Linked DNA regions of Rattus norvegicus: region 1 is linked to region 2. Evidence: chromatin contacts called from public Hi-C data. All regions are on one chromosome and are shown on one strand. Each heading gives the region's core, a stretch centred on a gene start, on an enhancer-like site or on the middle of the called end of the contact. The rest is flanking DNA. Distances are from core to core; before and after follow the strand shown. Region 1 holds the start of Ncam1 (neural cell adhesion molecule 1). Region 2 overlaps Ncam1 (neural cell adhesion molecule 1).

Evidence for each region. Hi-C and Micro-C count contacts between places; a contact is called where the count stands out from the background.
Region 1: a Hi-C map of Schwann cells shows a contact between it and region 2, with 7 times the contacts expected there. The contact joins the promoter of Ncam1 here to the enhancer-like site in region 2. A contact is called at or near these places in 4 of 12 Hi-C or Micro-C datasets (the A7r5 cell line, Schwann cells, frontal cortex and 1 more) and 1 of 1 datasets of contacts at active chromatin or transcription factors (oligodendrocytes).

The regions. Positions count from the first base shown.
Region 1 is chr8:59,060,150-59,063,773 of GRCr8, reverse strand. It overlaps Ncam1 (neural cell adhesion molecule 1), which reads left to right and starts at 1,794. Exons shown (of 20, transcript NM_001395707.1): 1 at 1,794-2,053. The coding sequence starts at 2,002.
Region 2 is chr8:58,868,964-58,872,577 of GRCr8, reverse strand. The region is part of intron 1 of Ncam1 (neural cell adhesion molecule 1); the gene reads left to right. Among named protein-coding and RNA genes, the nearest start is that of Ttc12, 130 kb to the right of the region's middle. Within about 2 kb of position 2,102, at least 28 of the 93 cell types and tissues checked have an H3K27ac peak or open chromatin away from gene starts, as enhancers often do.

The DNA.
Region 1 (3,624 bases), core at 545-3,044, 190 kb before region 2:
CTCTCTGTGGAAAACTCAATTAGGAAAGAGTTCCAGATATTTATCCACATGAGGTTATAAGGTATAATATGGTCATTTTATACACTGGCAAAAAACAGTGTGTAAACAAAGACACAACCAGAAATATATGTGTGTGTGTGTGTGTGTGTGTGTGTGTGTGTGTGTGTGTGTGTGTGTGTATGATGTGCTTAACCTTAGGTTGTTGACTCAAGGACAAAGACCTGATATAAAACATCTTCTGGGGAGGAAAGGGTCATTTTGGCTCATGGTTCAAAGCTCTCATCTTGTGGCAGCTTTATCTTGTGTGAGTACTGGCAGACACAATCACATGCATATATAGGCAACTTAGAAAAATTGTGGCTATCTTTAGAATCTGTGGGGCAAAGAGATATTCCTTGAGCTTTTATACTTTTCTGTATTTTTAAAAATTGTTTATAATCAGCATAAGTTACAAATTATAAAAGTGAACATGAACGATTCCTGGGAGACAGAATACTTCTCGTGAATCCCTGGAACCCCCAACGTATGATAGTACCTACTAGGTACATTATACAGCAGAAAGAAGAGCTTGGTGGTGATTGGGCAGCTAGCAGAAGGTGGGGTTTCAAGGAGCCTGCCCTTTAAAGGAAATCGCAGGGCTTGGGATTATGCATGAAGTGGTGCTTTCCTCTGTCAGAGCCGCTTCTCTGAGCAAGGCCACCCTCACCTATATTTCCTGCACAACTCAAGTCCTGTTCAGGTGCTAAAGGTGTTGATTTCACTCTGTTCTCATCCCCTCTTTTCACAGACACAGCTGTTTGATTAGTGGAAGTCTTTGCCTTGACATCTCAGTTACACTGGATTTTTCATAGCCTTAAGAATAGGGGTCTCTCTCCTGCTGAAGGAGAATTCTTGCTCTTGCTCCTGTGCCGTAATACACACCGAAAAGCCAGGGCAGCAGTGGAGGGAGAGGAAGAGAGGATTCCAATACTTGCAAGCAGTTTCTGGTAATTTCTGAATACTACTTCTAAATGTCTCTGCATTTTCTTCTAACTGCCCCCCCGCACCCCCCCCCACTTCTGAGATCTGAGTTGTGCTGCTGTGAGTTGCTCCCTCTGTGGGAAGGTAAACTTCATAGGTAAGAGAAAACAAACAACAAAGCAAACCTCCACAACCCTCATTTCTCTCCAAATTTCCAATTTCCTTCACTTAGGAGGAAGAGGAGGAAGAGGAGGAAGAGGGTGAGGAGGAGGAGGAAGAGGAAGAAGAGGAAGAAGAGGAAGAAGAGGATGAGGGAAAGGAGGAGAAGAGGAGGAGGAGGAGGAAGAAAAGGAGAAGAAGGAGAAGGAGAAAAGGAGGAAGCCATTTGCTTCCTATTGCAAGGACTTTAGTAACTACATGGGGTGGGTGTGGGGGGCTCTACAACTTTGAAAAGCGAGCTGAATCTAAAAATTCTTTCTTTTTTTTTCCTAATTATTTAAACGTTCAAATTCCCGATTAAGGAACGCTGGAGGGCAGAAGGATCTCCAAAGGCTTGAGTGAAGGAAAAGGGTGAAAAGAAGAAATCCCAGCTTCTGCCTGGAAGGTTCTGTGTGAAAGAGCCCGGCTCCCTTGGTGACTCCAGGCCGTGTTTTGCAGGCGGCCGCATCTGCCTCCCCTGTCTCTTACCTCCTGGATGTTAGGAACTATTTGTGGTCGGCGTGGTGGAAGGACACAGTGAGGTTCTCACCTCCGCCCCCCGCCCGTCGCTCGCATCCCCAGTTCCATCAAAGCCAACCCGGGCCAGCGCAGGGATCTCCGAGTTGCGAGTGTGCTGAGGCTGGGGCTGTCACTCATTCTCCGCTCAGCGCGTGAACGCAGCTCGGCAGTGGCTGGCAAGAAACAATTCTGCAAAAATAATCATACCCAGCCTGGCAATTGTCTGCTCCTCGGTCCATTGCTCCGCCGCCGTCCACAGTCGCTTGCAAGGGAAGGCACTGAATTTACCGCGGCCAGAACATCCCTCCCAGCCGGCAGTTTACAATGCTGCGAACTAAGGATCTCATCTGGACTTTGTTTTTCCTGGGAACTGCAGGTACATTTTTATTTTATTTTATTTTTAAAATTCTACATCGGGTTTGTTAATTGTCCGCTTGCCCCTGTCCTTCCTCCCTTTCCCCGAGAAGCACGGTTCTTTTGGGTGGTTTTGTGTGTAAGGCAAAGACAGCATTTTCACTGAGCTGAGAAGGGAGCGCATCGCATCGTCCTTGCTTGGCCAGCCAAACCCGTGCCCTCCGGGACGGCGCTGGACGCGGCTGTCTCCCCGCTCGGTGGCGACCGCGCACGCCCTTCCCACTTGTGTGCCCGTGGAGGTGGGACAGGGGTATGGGATCAGGATGCTGCGGCTATGGGCAGCGCTGCTTTCCCCTTCCCCGAAGGCGGGTGGCGGGGATGCGCTGCTCGGGTGGTGTCGCCCCCAGGCTCATCTTCCACCTAGAGGGGTTTGTCAAGCTTAGAGAAGAGTGAACAATAAGGCTGGGGCAGCTTTCCCCCCACCGTTATGTCCCGGGCTGTGATAAAGTGAGGCTTGCAGCCTCCGCTCACTCCCCCCTCTTCCCCGCCCCGAATAACGGTTTGCAAAATGGGGCAACCACGGGCAGCACCGCAGGGCCCCGTGGCCGTTCCTGCACCCCCGTGCAAATGACGTTAGTTTTTCATTTGCCAAATTGCTGGGTAGTTGCAAAGCCTGCCATCGGCCGGGAGCACGGAGGGATGGGAGGGTCCAGCGCCGCGTTTTGACAGGAGGAAGTGCAGAGGGGCGGAGGGCGAGGAGGGCGTGATCGGGGCTGCCTGGTTGTGCGTGTGTGTGTGCGTGTGTGTGTGTGTGTGTGTGTGTGTGTGTGTGTGTGTGTGTGCGCGCGCGCGGGCGCGCGCGCGTGTGCCTTTACACGCACCGAGAGCCCAGGGTTGCACGGTGCCAGCGAAGAATGGCAGGTAGCCAGTTGCCCAAAACACCTCTCCCTATTCTCCTTTCTCTGGGTGATATTCCTAATCCTGGCAAAGTGTGAACAATGGGGCGCTCTGGAGAAAGACCGTAGCGACGCTGTCGCGGGTGGCGGGGGCTGTGCCACCGCCCAGAGATACTAAGCATCCGGGAAGGGGGCGCATTGCATTTTGGCTATTTTCATCTTGGCTTTCCCTGGAAAATTCTTCTGTGTGCCCACCCTCCCTTCCAGCTGCTGCCCCTACCCCACCCAAGGATTTGTGCTTTGGCGTCCCTGTGGACTGGGAGAGGGGCAAGCAAAAGGCGCTGGGACCGCCGAGAGCTGGGTGGGATGGGCCGACAGCTGGGGCGGGGGGGCGTGTGCTGCCAAGCACCAGCTGAAAGCAGGCCAGGCAGAGGAGACCGCGCATGGCTGTCGTTTCTGCCCAGTGTGGCTGTACTAGTCCAGAATCTCTAAGCCTTGGGTGTGGAGCGCACAGAGCGGCCCCGGGAGCACCCAGCGCGCCCCCCTCCGTGGGCAGCAGGAGAGCAGAGCTGGGCCACCGCCTCCAGCCAACTCTGGTCAGGGACCAATCAGAGCGAGTCTGGCTGGGCGGGAAGCCGCGAGAGGCTTTTATTGCGGCGCGGGTGGCGCCCGAGCTGCCAGGATGGTCTCCGGGTGT
Region 2 (3,614 bases), core at 853-3,352:
ATAGCATACGAAGCACGTGAAGATTAAATGGGATAATGCATTTTGAAGTGCGGGGAGCAGCATATGGTGGGTACTTAAGAAGCTGTTGACAGCAGAGTCACTATAGATAGTGTATTAGTCAGGGTTCTACAGAGAGAGAACAAATGGAGAATGTATAGCGATGTATGAGAAGGGATTCATTTATTCATTTATTATTTACCAAGTCACAAGATTAACTATGGTAAACCCCACAACAGGGTTTCCTGTAACCCAGACACCCTAGGCTGACCGTTGTGTGTCTCAGCCCAAGCATGAAGGTCTCAGAAGCAAGGAAGATGACTACATAACTCTTATTCTTTAATTTCTTTAATGTTTGTTTGTTTGTTTGTTTGTTTTGAGACAGGGTTTCTCAGTGTGGCCCTGGCTATCCTGGAAATTGCTCTGTAGACTAGGATAGCCTCAAACTCAGAGATCTGCCTGCCTCTACACCCCCATATGCTGGGAGCAAGGATGTGTGCCACCATACCCTTGCAACTCTAATTCTTAAAAGCCTCAGAGAGTAGGGCCACAGGAGAGGATGAGGTGTTGGCTGCAGGCTTTGATGGTAGACTGTAGAGTTCGTGGGTATGGGTGACACAGGATAGTTCAGAAATGCACAAGAGCCAGCATAGAATTGGAAGAACAGAGAGTGGCCATTAATGAGTTGCAAGTCAGAATTCCAGTTTTAAAATGCAATTTTAGAATATATTGTAGATGATGGGTTTCTGAAGTAGAAGTTTGTATGCATGAGAAGTCAAGACTAGAGGATGGAGCGCCATCTTCACAAATGGTGTGAACCCTCTGTATCCATGGACACAGCCATCAGAAGGTGCCTCATTAAGTGTGTTTTCCCTCCATCAAAAGTCTTGACATTTATTAGCAGCAGCTCCTCCCTTGTGTGCTCCTTTGGACATCTGGTATGTGAACTCTTAGATTTTCTCTGCCTTGCATTCCTCCCCTGTCTCCTTCTCTCAGGACAGGCTTGCTGAAGGAGACATCCCCATGAGCCTGAGCGGTCCCCACATTACTTTTCATAGTCATCCCTGGCAGAGCTAGTTATACAAGGATGGGCAGAGGGAAAGAAGTGAAGAAGATCAGGTAGAAACTGTTTCTGAAGTTAGAACAAATGATGTGTTTGCTTGGAATCAGGAAGTGGCACTGGGGAAAGGCAGAAGAGGATGTGGAAAACATTTCAGAGTTTCTGAAAACCCCTTGACCCCTGGGAGAAACATGTTTTGGGGAGATAAAAAATGATCATCAAGTGACTGGAATGCAGTAGCTAGTGGAGAGGAAGTCATTGAGGAAAGGGGACAAGGCAGAGTGTGGGCATGAATGCCAGAGAGTTCTGTGTCAGGTGTAAGACAAAGCCTACAGCTTTGACAAGTCAGACAGACATCACACACACACAGAGCCATTGCGGGTGGGACTCTAAAGACAGAGCTGAGCCCTTGAAGTTCATATCTGACAGCTAACCATGCCAGATTGCTCATGGGTAACATGCTCTATGCAAGAAGACGCTAATACCAACAAAAGCAGGTAGACAACATGGAATGGCTACAGAAAGACTCTCAGAGAGATGTACTGGGAAGGGGACAAGGAGAAACCAAAGACAGAAGGAAGAGGAGAGAAAGGACTGTTTGAGGTGGAGGTAAGTTGTTTGGGAGGGAAAGGCTAGGACGGTGATGACTTGATGGAAGGGGGAAACAGGGCAGAGATAGGATAAGCCAAGAGCTGGTTACTGGATGGTGCTGCAGTCAGAAGAGAATGTCTTGGATCTGTGGCTTTCGAAAATGTAATAGAATGTGAGTATGAAGAGGTGGCAAGCTGGTGGCCCTTGTTATTGTTGGTGATGGAGAATGTGGCCACATTCAGGTGGAAAGCTTAGAATGGATGCTGTGACAGCCATTCTTACCCTTCTCTAGACCTGGGGATGTGCACCTAGGAAGCAAGAAGTCAATCACATGTAGACTTGCCCACGATATCCATGCCTTCTGCTGTTATAATCACAGTTATACCATTGTCATTCAGTGGACTGGTGGCGTACATTGCAAAGTCATCCTAGAGTGAAACCGCAGAGACACAAAGATGAGCGACAACATACAAATAAGACTCATACAAATTTGAGGCACAGTGGAGTCCTAGAAAGGATGGTGTGGCTCAAACTGGTCAAATACCAATCGTGTTTGAAATATGATTAAAATTAGATCGCTGGATAGATAGCCACACCCAAAGTCAAAATTTCCCAAGCTTGTTTTTCTCACACCATCTCAAATCTACAACAGTCCTTTTGTTCATATTTATTCTGCTTGGAACAATTGCCAGCAAAAGCTTTTGTCCTTTGTTGTTTGTGGCACTGGTTTGGTTTGGATTTTCTTTCCTACTTTCTTGATAAATTATGCTCTTACTAGCCATATACTGTCACTTAGGTGTTTGGAAGTCTGACATTTTAAAAATCAATATCTTAAGTGTTTAGTGTGGGGGACGTAAGCCCCTTTATTTTTCTAGAAATTACTGAGGGAGCCAATGGTGTTGAATCTGGGCTGGATACTAATAGAAATTAACACTGGGAATCTGAAGTGTCTATGAAATAATTTTAAATTAAGAGTAATGCCATGATATGTTACAAATAATATATTGTGTGGAAAATGATTAAAATTTCACAAACAAAGCAAAGATTTTTTTAGCAGTTCTTTTGCAAGTTTCTTTGATATTTGCCTTGAATAAAAGATGGTTTGATTTTCTTATCTGCTTCTGCATGCAGTCCTCTATGTAGACCATTCTTGTTGAAAGACAGGAGGAAAATGCATCCTCATGTGGATATACTGCAAATACATTACCCTGTTTTCTATTAAGAATAGCACAATATACACAGTAGCTCAGACTGGGGAGAATTATTAAGAAAGGCAATTTATTTGAATACATGACAAGCTGGCATAATCTTAAGGTAGTTTTTCATGGTAAAAAACAGACAATACACCCCCCCCCCTGTCTGTCTGTGTCTGTCCTCTTTCTGTCTCTTTCTCCCTCGCTCTCTGTGTGTGTGGGTGTGTGTGGGGGTGTGGGTATGGGTGTGGGGGGTCTCTGTCTGTCTGTCTGTTTTTGGGCCTCACTCCCCTTTCTTTTAAAGCCACCAGGATTCAGCCATGGGGGCTTCACTGTGGTGACCTTATTTAAATTTAATTCATGAAAATTCTACCCTTCACTCTAATGAAGATTAAGTTTCATCCCATTCCTTGTGGGACACATTTCAATCAGAGCCGAACTAAAGCATGGAGTGAAGACTATTTCGGTGCACTGTACAGATCTTAGAGGTGTTCTTGAACATGAAAATTTGACAAATGGGATTCTCTTAAAAGCCTCTTGCAATACAGACTCTGAAGCCATCATGTAGCTGAGCTTTTTGTACTACATTACATTAAAGCAAACTGGTTTCCACACACCATAAGCCATTAACTTATGCATGATTTTTAAACATTGCCTGTTAGTATTTGGGAAAAAAATGGTTCACCAAATCATTGACAAATGTATTGACAGCAATAATATTTATAATATATAAAATTTTAAATTGCATGCATTATTGTTACCACAATTCCAGC